Linked DNA regions of Larimichthys crocea: region 2 is linked to region 1. The links are chromatin contacts, called in public Hi-C maps. All regions are on one chromosome and are shown on one strand. The core of a region is the stretch at or near the end of the contact, and the rest is flanking DNA. Distances in the headings are between cores, read along the strand shown. Region 1 holds the start of nek3 (NIMA related kinase 3). Region 2 holds the start of stoml3a (stomatin (EPB72)-like 3a).

What was found. Hi-C and Micro-C count contacts between places; a contact is called where the count stands out from the background.
Region 2: a contact with region 1 is called in a Hi-C map of muscle, with 6 times the contacts expected there. The contact joins the promoter of stoml3a here to the promoter of nek3 in region 1. A contact is called at or near these places in 4 of 7 Hi-C or Micro-C datasets (all in muscle).

What each region holds. Positions count from the first base shown.
Region 1 is chrVII:22,111,958-22,115,839 of L_crocea_2.0, reverse strand. nek3 (NIMA related kinase 3) reads left to right here and starts at 1,752. Exons shown (of 13, transcript XM_027280970.1): 1 at 1,752-1,933; 2 at 3,077-3,170; 3 at 3,280-3,377; 4 at 3,470-3,553; 5 at 3,872-3,882. The coding sequence starts at 3,128. It overlaps trnak-uuu (transfer RNA lysine (anticodon UUU)), which reads right to left and starts at 2,048; the gene lies at 1,976-2,048. It overlaps trnak-uuu (transfer RNA lysine (anticodon UUU)), which reads right to left and starts at 1,594; the gene lies at 1,522-1,594.
Region 2 is chrVII:22,246,401-22,250,016 of L_crocea_2.0, reverse strand. It overlaps stoml3a (stomatin (EPB72)-like 3a), which reads right to left and starts at 2,192. Exons shown (of 7, transcript XM_010738802.3): 1 at 2,114-2,192; 2 at 467-570; 3 at 27-99. The coding sequence starts at 2,192.

The sequences.
Region 1 (3,882 bases), core at 503-3,002:
AACTCACATGTCTCATCACACTTCATCTTATTTCTTCTAACTCAGTGTTTTACTTTTGCCATCTAGCGACCCAGGTGCACAGTACAGGTGTGCCTCGCCCTACGTCATGCAATAATAAGGAAGTAGTGCCCAATCAGTGGTCTCCACTCATTGTGGTGTGTAATGAAAATCTATTATCAGACTCTTGGGAGTTGCTTAAGTTGTGTGATCCATCACAGTAAATGTCAAAGACTGCATTATCTTTACTCAGTATTACATTATCGACGCACTGCAATACATCTTTTTGTGCAAGTCTCCACAGGTGTCTAAAGACACCTGAAGTCCAGCCGACTGAATTTTGGAGAAGCACCATCGTGATTGGCTGATGGCAAAGATGGAAATGGTGGGCCGTGATTGGTCCGTCCCATCAATTTTGGAGAAGGACCACTGTGATTGGCTGATGGCAAAGATGGAAATGGTGGGCCGCGATTGGTCCGTACCATCAATTTTGGAGAAGGACCACTGTGATTGGCTGATGGCAAAGATGGAAATGGTGGGCCGTGATTGGTCCGTCCCATCAATTTTGGAGAAGGACTACTGTGATTGGCTGAAAGATGAAGAAAGATGGAAATAGGGCAACGTGATTGGAGGAGATTATACAGACGCTCGGTACCCAAGTACCGCTCTCCGGGCTCTTGAGAAGTTTACACGTATTTCTACTTAACTCACATGTCTCATCACATTTCAGCTTATTTCTTCTAACTCAGTGTTCTACTTTTGCCATCTAGCGGCCCAGGTGCACAGTACAGGTGTGCCTCGCCCTGCGTCATGCAATAATAAGGAAGTAGTGCCCAATCAGTGGTCTCCACTCATTGTGGTGGGTAATGAAAATCTATTATCAGACTCTTGGGAGTTGCTTAAGTTGTGTGATCCATCACAGTAAATGTCAAAGACTGCATTGTCTTTACTCAGTATTACATTATCGACGCAATGCAATACATCTTCTCGTGCAAGTCTCCGTAGCATTACCACAGGTGATGTGATTTTCATATCCCATATGGATGTATGCATGGCAGAAATTACATTCAAACAGAGCCATGTGAGCACAGTCAGGTTGTTTTGTGTGTGCATTGTTTCTGGTAATATAGCTGATTTTATAAGCATACAAGGAATTTCTTCTACTGTTTCACACACACTAGATATGATGTTCAATGTTAACTGAATTTGGCATCCATTAATAATACATTAAATAATCCATTTGATTTTAAAAAGCCCTCAGCAGAATCATCATTTTTACGAATACAAATTGGTGTCTGAGCAAAACTTTCTCTGGGAAGGATTAGGACTTATGACCTCATTATTTTTCTGCATTGATTCAGAGTTAATACTCAGGATCTTCATTTTCTTAAAAACACATCTGTTTCACAGGGAAGCTGCTGATTGTCATGTGAGATCAGTGACTAGGCTCAACATTCAGCCTCATCTATAGTTGGAGTGATTTCCTCTTACCTACAAGGTCCGTTTATAATTGTCTAAAACTTGCGCCCGAACAGGGACTTGAACCCTGGACCCTCAGATTAAAAGTCTGATGCTCTACCGACTGAGCTATCCGGGCTCTTGCAGCAATATCACGTGGTCCCTCTCTCTCCGTCTCATCGCTTTACCTGTAGACTGATTTTATGTTATATCTTGATTAGTGTCATTGGTAACACCCGCGTTGACCGGACTATTTAATGTCAGAATAGCTGATGTGAAAAAGTATTGGGTCTTATGACCTTGGCTGTGCATTTACACAGTCCTGCCTAAAAAAAAAACAACAGAAATGTTGAACCATGATCTTTAATGTCTTAAAGATAAACTAGGAACTAGGAGACAAGAGGTTACAGTCTTCATTCAGCTGCACCTACAGATTGCTTTCTGACAGACCCAAGGATGCTTTTCTCTTTCCAGCAAGGTAAGTTGTGTCCTCCATCCACTTGAAATTGGATAAAACTTCCGCCCGAACAGGGACTTGAACCCTGGACCCTCAGATTAAAAGTCTGATGCTCTACCGACTGAGCTATCCGGGCTCTTGAAGAAAAACCACGTGGTCTCTCTGGTCAGCTGACGCCCTTTATTTACCTTGTGCTCACCTGCAAGGAACTGTGAGCTCAGAGTACCAGAGGAGTGTGTTTGGAGGTAGTGTTTGTACCACAGGTGAGAGGAGGTTTTCATGCCCTGAGTGTGGGCAAATGCTGACAGGTAGCAGAGCCGATGTCGTGCCAGAACAGGAGCCGGACTATGTACTATAGACATAAGGACAGACATATAAGAGAAACATTATTAAAATCCAGATTTATATACATACTAACATTACATAATTGATCAATAACATAAAAGATAATCAGGATACTTTAATATGAGATGATCTGACTAACATGGCACCATATTATGGTCTCTATAGAAACCTATCTTAGGAGTCACAGACTGTGATCTACCGCCATCTCGCGGCTCTGCTGCACGGTACAGGTGTGTCTCTTACCTACGTCACGCAATAATAAGGAAGTAGCGGCCAAACAAAAACAGCACGCGTTCAGGTGTTTCAGTCTCTTTTAAAAAATATATATAAATTAGTAGTTTTTATCCTCTTGATCCTTGATGAAGGAGCTCCATGGAGAGATACTCACTCCACAAAGTCATCGGTGAAGGGTCATTCGGCCGGGCTTTGTTAGTCCGGTGTAAAAGCACCCAGGAGAAGTATGTGGTCAAAGAAATCCAGCTGCCAAAGGTATTTGCAAACAAATATTTATATAGTTATTTAATCCTCACCCTCACATCCATCCATCAGTGCAGCAAGTCACATCATATCAGTGACTAAATAGTAAATTAAACATAAATGCTGCATTTGCACCAGCATGTTGAGTAAAGCTCTGCACACTGTATTTAAATTCAGACTGTTATGTTATAGCCTGGGGGTCGGATATGGAAATGTTATTTACACTGTGCTGATAACACAGCAGACTGTGGTGCCTGCACAGAGACAGAGTGGATGCTGTTTGTTTTGCATAATAATAAAAAAAAAAAAATGCATTCATGCTTGTATTTTGCATTTTTATAGAATAAGTCCAAACTGGAGAACTCGAGGAGAGAGGCAGTCCTGCTGTCCAGAATGAAACATCCTAATATCGTGGCCTTCAGGGAGGCATTTGAAGGTATTCACACACACACACATACACAATAACACTCTCTTTTAAGACGTATTACAAAACATTTTAGACTCTTATTATTGTTTGAATAGGCAATGTGATTGTGTTTGTTCAGCTGATGACCTCCTGTGTATTGTTATGGAGTACTGCAGCGGTGGAGACCTGCTCCAGAGGATACGCCAACAGAAAACGACACAGTTCTGCGTCGATGATGTAGGCCTCGACTGAATTTAACTATTCTCACAGTGTTATGTGACTGTCGTTCCTTCCTTTTTTAAGGTTTGTTTCACTGAAATCTTTTTCAGGTCTTGAGGTGGTTTGCTCAAATGTGTGCCGCCGCAAAGTATATCCATGATAAACGGGTTTTGCACAGAGATCTGAAGTCCAAGGTACAGTCACCTCTAGTTAATCATTGTAGTTTATTACAAGTATACATGTTAATAGATTTTATAGTGAAATGTGTTGACCCATTAGAACAGGTATTATGAATTCATGTTTGTTCTCTGAATTGAATTAAATAAGCAGTCAATAATTTAGTGTATCGGTTGGACGCATGCAGCGAGCGCTGGAGTGAAATGTACAGTGATGAGATAATTATTATTATTTCCCATTAATTGCACAATATCATCATTTTGCCTTGGTTACACTGCTTTTTATTTTGTACTACATGTTAAGTCATCACTTCTCCTGTCATTTCCTTTACCCAGAACATTTTCCT
Region 2 (3,616 bases), core at 943-3,442, 130 kb before region 1:
CTCATGTAACACATTAGATGACAAACCTGGCCCTTTAGGTTTCCTGTCTGTGATCCGGCCCAGTCTAAAGATAACAGCTCGCTCGTACTCCTTCACTATCTGGATGTGAGAAAAACAAATTAGCATCATCTTTTTTACATCTATTCACGTCAGTGAATTAAATGCAAATGCATCGCTATAACGGTTAGTTATATGGATCTACAATAGCAATGCTGACATATGCTGATATGGTTTATCTCAGACCACAGCCACATGTATAACATCTGCACATTTTATCCGTTCATTTGAGTGGCCGATTGCAAATGAGTTTAAAACATACATTGGCTTTAAACAGTTCAGATCACATTTCAGAGCTGTGAATACTGATATAAAAATACAGCCCCAGCAATACAAAGATCTGTTTTGACTTTCAGAAACAAATACTGATACTGATACAGTTGTGTACATCAGTAAAAATATACTCCACCTTGACACACATTAATATGGAAATAGGGAAGGTCGCTACTACAAAGAGGAGGGATATGAGGACCAACAGCCAACCACAGCATCCCAGTCTGCTTGAGTGTTTATCTGTAGACAGTGAGAAACATTTCACAGACTTGTACTCATGCACAGAGAGGCACAGTGCTTTGCATAATTTCCATTTCACCTTTCATTTGTTCACTCAGTTAAACAGTAATATGATTCAGTGGGAAATTCCACCTTTTAACCCAGGTGTCACAAAACAATTATTCATGCAACGAGATGTAGTGCATCCACACCTATCATTTGTCAATTATTAAATTAATCTCTTAGGGAGGTCACGTAACTTCAAATCCTCCTGAGTCACAGAGTGTTGAAGATACTGAACTAAACACTGTGATGGAGTTACCTCCTTCAGTTACAGAGGTCACGTTAGAGAAGAAAAAAAAATGTCAGGACTTATTTACATTATCTTTAATGTGTGGATTTCTATAAAATGTCAACAACAACAACAACAACAACAAAATAGTAAAGCTCTCTTCAAACACGACTGCTTTGTTCATCCATTTATGTTAACTTAAGTAATCTATCAAGTAAAACCTCCAAACATCGACTGGTTCCAGTTTCTAAAAAAAAAAAGGTTCTTCTGTTTTCTCAGTTTTATCACTGTAGATTAAATATTTGGGGGGTTTTAGTCTGTTTGACAGATAAAACAAGCTACAGCATTTAAAGGATGGTTACTTTGGGCCCTGCATACAACAGTCCAAATTTAAATTCAAGATATTCAATTTACAACTGAGGATCAGATTTGAGAAGTTGGAAGTCGTGAATGTATGACACTTTTTTGCCTGATTGACGGTGAACAAAAACAAACGAGCAAAAACTGAAACTCAGTGAAGTGGCTGATTAATTAAGTACTACTGTATATAGATGTTTTTTTTTAACTTAACCCTAATACTACTAATACTTAACACTTATATACAAAAATTGGTAAAAGTAAAAAGAAGCTTAATTCAGGGTCTGAATCATGTAAATGGATGGGGGGCTGTCGAGCTACGCTGTCAGCCCATCAGTGTAATGGATCATAAATAATGCTTTAGTTGTTATTCGAGGGCTCAGGGAGTTCTGGAAACTCATGTTGTTAAAAAAAAACCCAAACAGTTTTTGATTAACATGCTGAAGACAAACATTACACATCAAAAGTTTCTCATATTTATGTTGAATATAATATATTTGGTTTTGATGAATTTCTTCTTTAGACCCTTTTTTTTGCAATTGATATTATTATTATTTTTTATCATTCTTCCACTTCCCACCTGCTTACACTGTTGTTGTATTGCAAACTTTATAGTAACTGCGTAAAAATCTTAAGATATACAATAATAATTTACACTGTAATTAATTAGAGCAAACATACATATTTTCTGATTAACAGGGGCACATTAGAGTTCCCAGGTGCCTTAAAAACAAGCACACCCGGAGCCCTCAAACAATATATGAATATATAATTATATATTATTCCTGATATGTTATGTTACTGTGAATAATTTACTCATTCTGCGCCCCTGGTGAACAAGTTGAAGCAATAAACATCTAACGACAGTCAAAGTGAATCACATTGAGCCACAAAATGATTTTAAAAAGTATTTACCTTCAACATTTTCCACGGTGTTGATCTGAAGTTTACCTTGTGTCACCATCTCAGCCGTGCTGGATGCCGTTGAGATCATTAGTGAGTATGTTGTCAGGTATGATGCAGCGAGTGAAGCAGCGCTGCGCTTGTTTCTCTGTCTTCTCTCCCGTTGGGGTGTGGTCTGTTTTCATCCCTCATCACCTACTGCTTTTTGTGAGCTTGACTACCACACACACATAAACTCCCACTTGGATTCAAATTATGAGTGCCAACAGGTAACATGAACCATAGAGTCTAAGCAGCCTTTATTTGGCTCCATTATTGGAATGCTTGAAGTTCAACTCTTGTACTTTTCCATTATACTCTTATATCCACGTCCAGTAGTCTGACACCTGTTGAGTGCAGGTTATGAATAAACAATAGGTGGCATCCAAGTCTTGAAACATGAGAGATGGCACGTGCAAGAAGATGTGATCATGCTCATGCCTTGCCTCCCTTATCATAAAAATGTACCCATATTTAAATTGTGCAGGAATTTTTTAGGAGTGGGTGGAAATACACAAACAAAACATAATGAAGCATGGAGGATATAAAAACACGGAAATGGTGGCAAAAAAAATACACCTGTCAAATATCAGTTGTCAAATATAATAGTAGAGTTGTGTGGCTCAGAGCAGAAGCATAACCGCAGTATATAAAACATCCCTCTGCATGTAAAGCAGTACAGTACACAGTGTGACATGTAAGCTGCTTGTTAAACCATCATTTTTCACTAAGGTCCCTTTCATCAACTGTCACATGATACTTGGTCACATGACTGCCCGCTCACTTCAGTACACAATGAGTTCATGTGAATCCAGGTTCAGTTGTACACAACACTACATACACAACGGGCTCATGTTACCTATTTCATTAAAATTTATGACGAGCTTAAAGATCATTTTGCTTTTTTGTTTTTTTATTTGTGGAGTAAAAAAAAAAATGTTTTAAAAACTGAAAAAAATCTGTTTGGTCAGGGTTTTGTCTGCACCCTCGTGCTGGACTACTCATCATTCAAATTCGCTTCCTCCCAATTTTCTTATTTTAAACCACACCCTCCTTCAAGATGATTTTTTTCAAACTTCAAATCTTATATCATACATGAAACATTTTTTTGTGTGTGTTTGAATCACAACATGCATCAAAAAGTTTTCTTTTCTGCTGCAAGAGGACGGCAGTTTGTGTGGTTCCTGTGGTGAGGCAGGCAGAAAATGAAAAAAACAAAACAAAACAGAAAGAAATAATGTAGGCTTAAGGTTGCTATTGCAACAGATCAGTCAAAACAAAACTATTTGCGAGTTTTGTTTTTAATAATCTGATCTTTACGCTGACGTTTGCAGCTTTTGTCCAATGTTCAACCTTTTTCTTTTATGTTGGATTCAAAGTTTCTCTAACTCTAGCCTAAGGAAGATGATGAGCATTCAGTCTGGTTGACAAAATTGTTTTAAATGTCACTGTTGGCGGGGCTGAGCAGAAAGCAGA